2 separate regions of the Mus musculus genome follow, and region 1 is linked to region 2. Evidence: chromatin contacts called from public promoter capture Hi-C data. All regions are on one chromosome and are shown on one strand. The core of a region is the stretch at or near the end of the contact, and the rest is flanking DNA. Distances in the headings are between cores, read along the strand shown.

Region 1 (7,170 bases), core at 638-3,137, 35 kb after region 2:
GAAGAAAAAAAGAACTAGCCATAAAATCCAGCAATGAAGGCAGCTAAAACTATTACAGTAAGGTTTAACAACCTGAAGCAAAGTTATATAATAGTCAATTGGTGTCAAGGCCAGCTCAGAAAGCAAAACTAAGAGCTAAGCTGTGCTAAGGATGACCCAGCTCCGGAGTCCAGAACCTTTCCAGTACACACAAGGTCCTGAGTTTGACCCCCAGCACCACCCACATACCACGACCACACCAAACCAAACCTAAAAACTTTCTACGAAAAAAGGGAATAACTCAAAAATGCTTACTTGAAATCAAATAAAAATGTAAACATTATGCTTAATAAACTTCACAATCAACAAAAGCAGTTAATTTCAACATATTAATGGATAAGCTTTAGTGAACCAGTGGAGTCATATATCTGGAACAGTTCATTATTATCAGCAAATTAGTAAAATGCTGACTTCCAAAGATATTCTACAAAGCAAAAGAGCTGGCATTTTCTAAGTGGATACTCCATGTCACATCTTAAATACTCAATTGCACTTAACCCTTGATGCCGACATTACTCTTGTCCCTGAGATGAGAAAAGACTTATTATCTCAGGAACCATAGCACCCTTCCACAGTTGATTCCAAAATACTGGCAGGCAGGTTTATAATATTCAAAGCAGAAAACAGAAAGATTCTTGCCTGATGAATCTGACCAGTTCAGGAAAACTAAGGACAAGTGGCAGAGGGACAGGGCAGTGAATGTGACAGTTTCATATGTAAGCTGACTGACAGACACTTAAGCAAAGTCTGAAAGGAAAAACTAACAAGTAAGATAAAGAGCATAAGAAAAGAAAGCCAGGCCAAAAGAATTATAAATATAATCAAATAAAAGAATATAATCACTCTATCCAATACCAGGATGTTATTTTTAAAAAGAAAAATAAGGAGCATCTACAGAAGAAGAAAGCAGTATTAGAAATGTAGAGTATGATGGTTGCCACATATTCTAATGGATGCCTCCTTAGCACTTGGCATTCAAGGCCAGCCAACACTCCACAGGCAGTTCCAGGCCAGTCGGAACAAAGAGTGAGATCCTTCCTTCAAGAAAAATAAAGTATGACAGCAAAAATGAACAGCTCCATGAAAGTAATAAAGGATACTGATCAAGGATACAGAAAACGATACACGTTTAACCACGTTAGGCTTTACACATATTATTTATAATACCCCAAGATTAGAGAAGCACTGGGTTGCTCCCCCCACCCCCTTCTATTTCACAGAGAAAACCTGGGTCTAGAGTTTAGTTTCCTCACAGTCAAAAGGCTGGCAGCAAGCTAGAATTCAAATGAAAAAAGTCAAGTTCCAAAATCCTGAACCAATAAATTATGGTACAGGGAGAGGAGAGGAAACAGAAAATAGAGATGAAAAAGTACAGGAAAATTAAAGGATCAACTTAGCAAGTTTCACATTCCCAAGTGATCCACAAAGGAAATGTAAAGGGCCAGCAAGGTAAGCAGGAACTTCCGAGAACCAAGTAAAGGATAAAAAGCTCTAAAACCAGGACCGGAGGGTCATGACATCTTTGCCGTTTCTTTTCAGTCCTCTAAAATGTGTCCAAAGACAAAACCAAAAGCTACAAAGAGAATGGCACTGCGTATCTCAAAAATAGTTCTGAAAGCTGGAAGCCAAGTAAAGAATGTCTTCAAAACTCACAGGAAAAAACTTCCTTTGCCCACACTGGGTCTCAAAAAACAATACAGCCACCCATACATGGGAAGCTACTAAAGGACAGCAAAATAAACTAATAACAAGGGAAGGGCACAAAGATGCTACAAAGGAGATCCCAGAAGCACAGGCGTAAACATAGCCTTAAGTCACCAGCATCCAGCCTAGTGTGGAGACTGAGGGTTGCAAGAGCATGAAACTGACCCAACACCAGTGACCTGAGGTCAAAATGATGCAAGACACCAGACAACAAATAAACAGGGAGATTTTAACAATTGTTCATTTACCCATACCCCTTTTTCTCCTCAAACACATCCAATTCTACTGGTAAAGCGAAAAAGTGACTTCCTAAACATAAGGCCACATAAACAAAGATTTTAAAAGTTTTCTAGTTTGTTTCAAAATGACATTACAATGATCAAATACAACATAAGTCCAGAAGCAGATCTGCTAGCTGTCATCTTGAGCAATCATTTGGCACCTGAGCTTCATTTTAGAAAGTAAGTAACACTATTTATCCCAATATTTCATATGTAGAGTTACACAAGCCATGTGAGCACCCCCAGCGTAAAACCAAGTCCACAGTCAGCACAAAGCTGTCAATTCTACATCACGCCATGACAAAGACAGAATGACTGATACTCCCTCTACCACCTACCTTCTGTGTTGTTGTGTTTGTTGTCTGTGTTGATGGTTTGGTAAACGTTATTTTCACAGGTGACATATGGGGTGGTAAGGAGTTGGCAATGCTCTGCATAATGTTGCTCATCTTGGGACTTCCACTCACAGGCACAGTGATCGTCTTTGAGACCGGAACAACAGCCTTTGGAACTTCCTTGAGGACAACAGGGGAGGAGCTAGAGGAGTTTGTTCGCCTGCGTTTTCTGGGTTTTTCATCTTCATCTGAGCAGCTAACGCCTGAAAGACAACAACAGTATTCCTCCTTCACAAAACTAGCACTGCCTCTTCTACTCTTTTTTTCAATGCCTGTGTCATCTTTGGCCTCTCCCTTTCTTTTATGCCCAAACTGTCACTAAGACCTGACAATTTTCCCTCAGAAAACATGTCTCTCTGAATACCCACCCTCTTTTCTTAAACTACTACTATATTTGGGGCTCCTTGTCTCTTGCCTGTATTTTATCAATAACCTCTTAGAAGATGCTCCTGCATCTATCTACGTCTATTCTATACTCCTACTAGAGCAAGCCTGGAAATTTCATAACTGAGATGCATAACTAAGTTTGTATTTTCCTAACCTCTCAAAATTCTTACCAGACCAAATCTCAAGGACCCCTATCTTTCCAGGCACACAATACCATCACCCTAACCCTGTGCCCCTCTAAAATCTTGACAAGCTAAATTTCTCACCATTGTCCAAAGATACTTCAGCACCCTCTTATCTGAGTCTGTATATTGTAATTTTCTTTGAAGAACACCACCATCCTCGAAGACCTCTTCGTCATCCTGCTATCATCATCCTGCAAGCCACTTCTCAGAGAAGCCTTCCCTTCCTTGCTGCAAAGCTAATCGACCTCTCTTCTGAGCATTGTACATAAAGCACTTTGTACATCCTCTTCTGTACCACTTACCACATGACAATGTAACTGTCTACACATCTACCCTATTAACAAGCTTTTTACACAAAAAGGCCTAAGTCTGTTTTGTCTCGCTGGTATGGTGACCTGCATAAAGCTGGTGAATGAATAATAAAACTAATGTCTTTGAGTATAAACTGATAGAGCTCTTGTTATTTGAAAGTACATTAGTTTGTGAAATAGTTTTTCATATCTGAGATTCACTAAGAGCAGTTTTGAAAATGATTGTCAAAAAAACAGGTCTTGAGGGGCTGAAGAGATGCCTCAATGGTTAAGAGCACCAACTGCTCTTCCTGAGGTCCTGAGTTCAAATCCCAGCAACCACATGGTGGCTCACAAGCATCTGTAATGAGAGCTGATGCCCTCATCTGGTGTGTCTAAAGACAGCTACAGTGTACTTACATATAACTAAACAAACAAACAAACAAATAAATAAATAAAAAGTCTTGAGTGTCATTTCTAAAGACCACTTTGGTTAAATCTACAGAAACCTGAGAAAAACTTAACAGTCAATATGACTCTTAACATATTTTTTAACCTAATACCTCAATTCTTTTGTAATTTTATAAAATTCACATGACAAATATACACAGCAATGTGGATGGGAAATTTCTACAGAGCATATATTAAAAAATTACATAGTATAACTCATGGAATTGGTAATAAAATGTAAGTCTTTACCGCTTTAATCATTAGACTATATGAAGAACTAGCAATGACCTAGAAACCTGTCTAAAAAAGGGAAATACCACCTTTAAAAATCTACATGAAAATCTCTTATTACTATATCAAGACCAATTAAAATCAAATACTAATGATTAAAAGCACAGCAAACAAAAATAAAATAATTTTAAAAATAAAATTAAAAGAGACATTAATGTAAGAAAAACTGGACATCAAACTGTTTTATAGAGTTGAGTATGGTGGTAACACCAGTAAGCCTAGCACTTGGGAGGCTGAAGCAGAAGGATCACAAATCTGAGGCCAGATTCTGTCTCAAAAACAAACAAACAAACAAACAAACAAACAAAAGACTACTGTATAGAGCAGAACAGAATCAGAAGTTTAAAACTGCAAATAAAAAACTTTTGAAGATTATATCAAGTAGAAATATAAAAGGTAGCCTCGAGAACGAGTCACTGCATGTAAGAGCTTGGTGATATGTGAAGGAATTCAAGAAAAGACTGAAAAGATTGGAATTCTGGGAAAACATCAAATAAGCACATGCCTTCAGTACCTATTCTTGTCTGTGTTCCGCAGGATTCAAAGGTGTGAATGCCTAAACGACAGCACTGACCAAAGATAGATTTCCCACACAGAGAAAAAAATGATGGCATTTCTCAAATCCCAAAGATGATAAAAAACGCAAATACCCAGTCATATATACAGATGAGAAGTCTTTAGAACCTTCAAAAACTAACCACTGAAAAACAGCTTGTGCCCGATGATTTATTCCAGAACAGCAGATCCACTCAGAGCTTGGACTGCAGCATTTGGTCAAGAGGGTCCTGGTAACACTGAGACATCACTTACTTTTGACATATACAGTACTTCCACTTGGCAAGACAACTACACTGGAGGCAGGACTGGCAGGTCTTGGAGACTTAACCGTTGCTATGCTGCCACTTGGAACAGGGGTAGAGGTTGGGGTAGACGTGGTACTTGTGTAGGAATAGCAAACCACTACTGAAGGAAGGATAAAAAAAAGTCTGCTGTTAACTTCCACCGCAACCGTCCAGACATACAGAGAAAGTACTTTTATTGAAGGCCAACTTTATCATTTTCATATGATCAGAAGCTAAATGCTAAGTACTACACTCAAAGGTTAAAGGCTATTTTGAAAATCATCACTTAATGGTCTTTCCCAAGTATTTACAGGCTTATCAACAGGTAATGGTAAATGGAGAAGAATGGAGGTACAAAGCAATCAAGCTTAAAACTTTACTGAGAAAAAGGGAAATAATTTCTCATATTGGCAAGAACTGGACACCAGGCACAAACTTGTAGTTTTTTTTTAATACAAACAGCAGTACCAATGATGGGAGAATGTAATATCTCCCTAATCGCAGAGATCCCCAAAAATGCTTACAGAAGGAGAACCAAGCTAGTCAGTCTGTTTAAATAAACTAATTCATCTATCACTCGCCAATCAAGTAGTATAACAATAACTAAACAATGACATCAGACTTTAAACTCCTTATCATTCAGTGAAAGGACACAACTTAGGAACATCAACAATAGCCTGGAATTAGGTAAGCCAGGCACTAAATTTTTCTACTGTCACCAATTCTCACACTATATCCTGTTTTAAAGATAAGGAATCCACAATTCACAGATGCTAAGACATGCTGAAGGTCACAAGGCTAGGAAATGACAAACTAAGATCCAAACACTGACTTACTTCACTATTAGAAACCCAACTTTCTTCCCATTCTACCAGCTAGCAAGAAGAAAAGGCAAAAGGAGAGGAAATATAACTGCCAACAACGAAGAAAACAGGAATCCAGTAGAGGCTACTAAGTATGCGCAGATAACTGTCTCCCTGAAAAATATAGCTTCCTTCGGCATAAAGCCAAGCCTAAACAAGAGTGAAGTGTGTCACTCTACTCAAAACCCACTACTAGACAAGACAAAGCAATATCTCAAAATAATCTGGCAAATGTATTGTTTTTAGACCTGCTTTTGATCTAAGCATACTCTTGAATTTAGTATTACCCTTGGTAAAACAACTGAAAGATTTTTAAAGCAGGTCAATTACTATATTAAGTAACAGTAAGAAAGTATTCATTGACTGGGCCAGAGAGGCTAAGTGTACCATTGAGTCAAAATAAAAAAACAGTTTTATTTTCTGAAGCCATCAGTTCAACATCTTTTACCTTGTTTCTGCTCTAATGCTACTCACTAAGTCCTCCCAGTCACCTCTAAGAAGAGACATTCATAAGGCATGGTAGCTCATGACTGTATTCTCAACAGAAGGGAGGCTGAGATGAAAGGATTACCTCAACATTGAGTCTAGCCTGGGATACAGTATTTGGTTTGGTCCCGAAAACAAAATAAAACAAAATAAAACAAAAGATACAATGATGTCAGAAATTCAGCCTGACAAACCTTTTGCAAATTAACATAATTTCCCTTTGAAGTAAAGAAACTTGATTTTGGTGGATACTGCAGCTTCTAGTTTGAGAATCAAAGACATTGGTTGGATTAAAAATGGATCTCATAGTTTTTAAGCACTTACTGTAAACAGATGGAAAGCCCTGAGCGGCTTCATCCCTACAGCGGTGTTCCTACTCACCGTCTTTGCTTGCTGTCTCTGCAGGCACAGGAAGGGACGCATTGTGCTGGACAGCTGCATTGGCCACAGCATTCGCTGTTACAGTGAAGGCAGTCTGGGGAACCAGCCTGGGCATCAGAGGTACCAATCTACGTCCTTCGATGGACCACTCTGAAGAACTATTAGGTCCAGACATACTAAATAAAAGAAAAAATGCTGCTACAAGGGTTCACAGTTGCTAAAAAGTGAGTCAGACACACGCAGCCTTTTCTTGTTAAATGACCAGAAGGGCCCTGATTCTGGAGAAGCTCCTTTCTAAGCAAGCAGGTCACACTTAGGAACATTTAAATTCGAGGAATGCCACGCACTGACGTTCCTACACACCATATTCTATAATCTGAATCCTACAATGAAGACACTTCTTTTCTATGCTTTAAAAATAAAAACTGATACTGACCTATGAAATTGGGTTTCATGAATGAAAATAAATATTTCTACTAACTTTTAAATTTTATTTTTTAATTATTTCAAGAAACTAAAAGCATTGAGTGTTAAGAATCAGATTTTCCTTTATAATTAAGGATGAAGTTCAATGAA
Region 2 (6,576 bases), core at 945-3,444:
TCTGTCCCCTCATCAGTGCGTTCTGAAAAGGATAAGTAAGGGAAGAAATCACAGGTCTTTTCATCTATTTACTATTTGCTAGTCTAGGCTACTGGAGAGACTAACATTCCTTTCCTCAGCAGACTGGCCTCCACATCAGCTGCTTTTCTGCTAATATCTGTGAAGTCGATAGTTTTCTACTATCTTCATCAGATTTTCTTTCTGGGAAGTTTTAATTCACCAGTCCTAGTATCTCCTCAAATAATGCTAAAGAAATCTTTTTCTCCACAGCATCTGGAATTTTCAAATACCTGAAACTTTACAGTATCCTTTAGTGACTGCTTATAAAAACACAAGACAGGGGCTTGCTTTATATGCCATCTCTCTCACCCTGGGTTATTCACATCACTACCCCTGAACTCCTTAGGATCTCAAAATAATAACGCATCCAAACAGAAAGCAGGCTACACACGAATGTAAGAGAAAGAGTTTCACTTCTCCATAGGTACCAGTCCCCAAATCTCATTAGTATTTTGTTGCTGGACCACACTTAAGTATCTAATCTGCTTTTTTTTTTTTTTTTGGTATGTGTCTGTGTGTGTGTGTGTGTGTGTGTGTGTGTGTGTGAGTGAGAAAGAGAGAAAGAGAGAGAGAGAGAGAGAGAGAGAGAGAAAGATTGATTGATTAAAGTCAGAGAAATAAGGGAGAGAGAGAGAGAGAGAGAGAGATTGATTGATTAAAGTCAGGGAAATAGGGGGGGGGGGGTATTAAAGTTAGGGAAACTCCGAAGATAATTCAATCTGCTCTGAGTAAAACAGGAAAAGAGCTAGAAATATATAGATATGTCTTCCCCAAATGAGCACCCCATGAAGTCCGCAAAGGTAGCACTACCTTATTACTATGTTTTAAGAGGACACCTACCCGTGGTGATGTATTCAGCAACTAGTTCTGACTCTACCACAGCAATGGATGGACTCTCAGGAGAATGTCTCTTTTCCTGGGTCATCTGAATAGGTACTGCCATTTGACTCAAGTCAATAGTGGGTTGTCTTGGTTTAGATTCCAATTTTTCCTTTACTGCATAAAAAAGTCGGGGAAAAGTTACTTTTATTATAAACAAGTACTAAAACCAGAGCTGTCTATGGGAATAATGAACCAGACCTCTGGGGTGTCCTACCATTAGTGGCTAAGAAAACAATGAATTGGAAACTGCAGACTGCTCTGTATGGTTGTATAGACTACAGCCTATGTAACAGCAGCCTACAATAATTCATATGCAATCACATTCAAGTCCCCCCATTACTCCAGGCCAGCCAGCTGTTTCTCTCTTTTTTTTTCTTTCACTCCTCCTAGGATGTTATTTCCTTTGTATTCAAAGTAATCCCTGGCACACTCAGTTCACATCAGCTTGACCTGCTCTAGAGCATATCCCAGAGTAGCACTTCCCATTGGTTAGTTCATTTGACTTACTAAAAATCCAAGGGTCTGGGAATGTTATCCAGACACTGGGTGCTTGTCCAGCATACGCATGGTCTTGAGTTTGAGCCCCAGAATAAGGAGGGAAATTCATAGAACCTTTTCTGAGGAAGGACGATTGCTGAGTTCAATGCTGACCTGGGCTATATCCAGGCCAAAATGAGACCCTGTCAGTGTGTGTGTGTGTGTGTGTGTGTGTGTGTACAAATTTGGCCAAAAAACTGTTACAAGTCCTTAATGACTCTTAAAGGAATAAAGCATAAAGCTTTTCACTGTTAGGAAAGACTAGGTGCTCTGCTTCTGTATGGCTAAAATTTCTGATAAAACAGCCTGTAACTAATAATGGTATATGTTAAGATGCATCTTTTTTACTCTTCTTACCACTTCTTCAACAAAATCTCTTCACTCAACATTTCTATCTACATGAATGATCGATAAAAATGGTTAAATTTTTTCAAATACAAACAGCTGGAAAAAAAGGTGTCAAAGGCTAAAAACATTTAGCAGAAGGAATACTCTACATTTCTATCCAATGAGTATAGAGTACAGCACAGAATTACAATAAACGCTACTAAGTAAGTCCACTAAAGGCTGCTCCCACCAAGCGCAGACTATGACAAAGGCAAAACAATCATTTTAAACACAGAAACCACATCTAGAGTCCTGCTGCGATCCCACAAGCAGATCCGGCCCTGGCCATCAACTTTTCTCAGTCTCTGCTAACTTCCTCAAAACAGGAAAGGGTCAGATGAGATCATCACTACAACCCATAAAATAGTTGCATAATTGTTGCCCTATTATAACAAAAAGCCAGTATAACTTACATAGAGTTGTCCTAGAATCTACTGAAGATATTTAGTAACTAGAAGAACTGATAGTATCCTATTAAATACAGACACTCTAGCAAATAACTTAAACACAAATAAATAAATCTGAAAATAAGGTGAGAGCATGAGAATGTTTACAAGCAAGTCTAATGGTGTTTTATGGTACACAATTGGTCTGACAGTATCTATGAGCAAAGCAGGACCCTTCGATCTGTCCGGACATTCCTAAATATACCCAGCAACTGGGCTACACCTATCCTTGTCCTGCATTTGTGCTTATAAGTGACAACCCCCTTCCCACTGCTGGCAAGAGGATTCTCCATTTGAAGTAGAAGTCACTCTGTCTACTCTATCTCTGTTCTAATGACAACACTCTGTCTATGCTTCATACTCCTATGTACATCTAAAAGAACAATAAACTGTACCAATAATTACAGATAAGTCCAGAGGGGGAAAAATTTATAAAAACTATGTAACAGCGGTCTCTAGAGAAAACACGCTTCATTCAGCTGAGCATGTGAATTCATACCTGTTGTCTGTTGGAGTTCTAACAGAGCTTTGATTGTTGAAGTGGCTGATTGTGATTCACTGGATACATCCTGATATATTATGGTGGGGCTAGTCTCCATTGCAATCTCATGTTCTGACCAATCCTGACGCCGGGAAGCAATTACATGAACTACAGGCTGGGAATCTGTTTTATATTAGTTAAAAAAAAACAAACCCTATAAACAAAGTTTCTCTTAAAATAAAGCAATATTTATGTTTATCTTTGTATTTAATGTACATGTCAACCTTGACTTCTCTAAGAAGACTGTGAGGTCCCAGAAGGCATTGACTCTATTCACTCACACATTTATTTGACACTAGACACCTATGCATCAGGATCTATATTTAAAGGACTTAAAGGAACTCACAAAATAGTTCAAGAAGGCTCAAGAAGCACACAGTCTGTCTGAAAAGACGAACATGTAAAAAGACAAAGTACAACTCAATATGCTAACTGCTGTCTACGTGGGTGAGCATCTATATAGGTGAGTGCTTGTGTTCACCAAAAACAAAATGTTATAGATAGGAGACTGGTTTTTCCCAATGTACATGAAAAGATTTCTATAGGAAGCCTAAGTACTTGGGGAATATTTTGCTGAATTACTGACAGTAAGAAAAGACAGTCTAGAAACAAAATGACGTAACGTGACGAGTGGAAGCCTGTCACTTATTAGCAAGTTGATTCTTTGGGTTTTAGCTCTGCTCTTTAATAGGAACAAGGGGTGGGTAAAGCAATGATAGTCTGGGCTGCTTAACAACAGTAATACATTCTGAGAAGAACCATAGGCAATCCTCACACACTCAGAAGAAATAGCTTGCTAGAGGAAGGCCATATGGCACACCCTATTACTGTTATCATATGTATATGTATGGTTATGTGTATATATGCACACATTACTGACTGAAATATCAGTATAAGCTACATGATCATATGTAACTAAGCTTCATAAACTATAAAAGTCAGTAGAAATGAGGTTGTTGGGGGTTTGGCTGAAAATTCAATTCTAAGATCTTTGGTTGATTTGAAAATAAATTTCAGCACATGTAAATAAAAAATGTGAATCATATTAAGCAACACATATTTAACAGTTCTCTATAAAGCTAGAAGGTTGTACCATTTTGCCTAGATATTGTATAAGAAAATGGAGGAGATACAAGGACATGATACCTAAAGTTCAGATCTAGATTGTTACAAGAAACAAAAACTGACAGATAGCATCAGATTCTGGGGTAAATATCAAATGGTTAAAACAAGAAAAGAGACTGCTTTTAATCATGCTGCTTAGTTGAAGCATCAGAACAAAAATTATCTGGTGGCTCAAAAATACAAGAAAAAAAACCATCAAGTTCACCCTCTAAGAACATCACATTTTTTAAAGCCAGGAGGATGTCCAAAAATATTGAAGCAAAGGCAACATTCTTCTAATGAAACAATTTTCTGAAGAAAAAAATCAATATGCAAGAAGTTTATAATGTTTAATAATCATAAACTAACAGGTCAGGTGTGGTGGCATAGTACTGTAAGCCCAGATTGGACTATATGAGATCCTGTCTTTAAAAAGCAAAACAAAGCACACTAACCCCAAAGCAAAGACAAACAAACAGAAACCCTGAGTAGAAACCATCACACCAGAGACATTCAGTTTCTACTAAGCTTTCAACCACATGGGAAGGACTGGCTGTTCGCTTGCAATGCCAAGTGCCGTGTGAAGAATACTGCAGTCTCTCATTACATATTCTAATAAGATACATAGAAAATGTTGTTTGCTTAGGTACAGACTCTCATATAACTCAGGCTAGTTTGAAATTTGCTTTGTAGCCAAAATGACCTTAACCTCCTGACCCTCCTGCTTCCACCTCCCAAGTGCTGGGATTGCAGGCATAAACCACCATGTCTGATTTATTCAGTGCTGGGGATTGAAACCAGGTTTGCATGTATACTATGCAAGTGCTTTTCTAACTAAGATACACCCCTAATGTCCTAATACGAAAAAATTTAACCTGAGAAATGATTATACTAGAGAAGCACCATTTTATATACATTAAAAATAAATTTTCATGATGAACACAAGCCTATAATCTGAGCATATGAGAGAATCATTAAATTGGATGCCATATAGTCTGGGCCTCTGTCTCAAAAACAAATTCTCAGCTGGGTGTGGTGGCGCACGCCTTTAATCCCAGCACTTGGGAGGCAGAAGGCAGAGGCAGGCGGATTTCTGAGTTCGAGGCCAGCCTGGTCTACAAAGTGAGTTCCAGGACAGCCAGGGCTATACAGAGAAACCCTGTCTTGAAAAACAAAAACAAAAACAAAAACTAATTCTCATTGCTGATATAGGCAAAGAGGCAAAGAGAGTGAGTCTCTGCAACCTAACTCTGAGATACACTAAATATTCAGAGTAGGGACTATGTATCTACAGGAGTGCTAACCAAATAACATCTCTCCAAATAAAACCATTCCTTAGGGACTGGGCGAATGCCACCTCTTTCTGTCCATACAGAGCAGATGATGATCACCAAGAATCAGACAGCAACCCAAAGAACTGTGATACAAAATGAGAGTGGAGGGCTGGAGAGATGGCTCGGCAGTTAAGAGCACTGACTGCTCTTCCAAAGGTACTGAGTTCAAATCCCAGCAACCACCATAGTGGCTCACAACCATCCGTAAGTGTGTCTGAAGACAGCTACAGTGTACTTACATATAATACATAAATTAAAAAAAAACAAAAACAAAATGAAAGTGTGAACTAAGTAAAAACTGTTTCGACAGTCTCCCCCCTTCTACAATTTGGGCTTACGCTCAAACCTAGAGATGCTTCGGTCATAGGACACCAGGAATCTGATCTCCTGTTTCTGCAGCAGGCATTCAGGTGTCCAGCTAACATGTTTTATGTTTTAACATGACAATGTATGCTACAAAGTATTAGCATGTCTAAACTAGACCTTTGTACTTCTTACGGATAGTGGCCTGCTTCAGACGTTCCTTACTGGTTCTTTATCAATTATGTATTAGATGTCTACTGCATATTAGGTACCAGGAATCCATACTTTAGTACTATACTCAAAGGCAAACCCAGGCATGTATGATATGTCTTTGTCATAAACTGTCTGTGACATCCTTTTATAATCATAAGACTTCTAACTTAGCAGGATCTTAAAAGTCAATGTTCTCCTCCACCCTCTACCACTTCCACATGCAGTCATCATCAGAGAACCCGCCACTTTCTAATACTTCCTTTTCACATACTTCCACATGCAGTCATCATCAGAGAACCCGCCACTTTCTAATACTTCCTTTTCAGTTCTGCCTGCACAGCTGTGATATACAAAGTTGTTTTGTTTTTTTACATAAAGTAGAAATAGATCTTTCTGTCATCTGTACAACAGTACTATTGTCTGTCCACTCACCTACAAAGGCCAACTCACTTCATTTATACCACAGAGCACAACATGACTAACAGTCCCAGAACCCCACCTAATCCATCCCCACTCCTTCACACACAACGATTCCCAGATGTCTAACCTCCCTAAGCCATCTCTTCCGAGCTAAGGCCGAGCTGTCTATAGTCCTTCTGTGTTAGAATATAAGCCTTTCCTCTGAAGCATTGTCCCAATGTTATAGAGAACAACAATTCCACAAAATTTTCTGCAAAAAAAAGGGTTCTGTGGTCAAAATCACTGGGAAACATTTTATATTATGTATTAGATATCCTAGTTTTCACCTTTAATAATATAAATTACCAAA

The links. Capture Hi-C pulls out chosen DNA fragments and counts their contacts.
Region 1: a promoter capture Hi-C map of adipose tissue shows a contact between it and region 2, with 2.3 times the contacts expected there. The contact joins two enhancer-like sites. A contact is called at or near these places in 61 of 484 Hi-C or Micro-C datasets (the 3T3-L1 cell line, 3T3-L1-derived adipocytes, the AML12 cell line and 40 more), 4 of 115 datasets of contacts at active chromatin or transcription factors (bone marrow-derived dendritic cells, embryonic fibroblasts and embryonic stem cells) and 3 of 9 other capture datasets (adipose tissue, liver and pancreatic islet).

What each region holds. Positions count from the first base shown.
Region 1 is chr7:98,634,899-98,642,068 of GRCm38.p6, forward strand. It overlaps Emsy (EMSY, BRCA2-interacting transcriptional repressor), which reads right to left. Exons shown (of 20, transcript NM_172280.2): 6 at 6,595-6,770; 7 at 2,363-2,622. Among named protein-coding and RNA genes, the nearest start is that of Emsy, 18 kb to the right of the region's middle. Within about 2 kb of position 1,888, at least 8 of the 459 cell types and tissues checked have an H3K27ac peak or open chromatin away from gene starts, as enhancers often do. A contact at or near this core is called in adipose tissue, where this site is marked.
Region 2 is chr7:98,599,772-98,606,347 of GRCm38.p6, forward strand. It overlaps Emsy (EMSY, BRCA2-interacting transcriptional repressor), which reads right to left. Exons shown (of 20, transcript NM_172280.2): 15 at 2,812-2,976; 16 at 901-1,056. Among named protein-coding and RNA genes, the nearest start is that of Emsy, 54 kb to the right of the region's middle. Within about 2 kb of position 2,195, at least 11 of the 459 cell types and tissues checked have an H3K27ac peak or open chromatin away from gene starts, as enhancers often do. A contact at or near this core is called in adipose tissue, where this site is marked.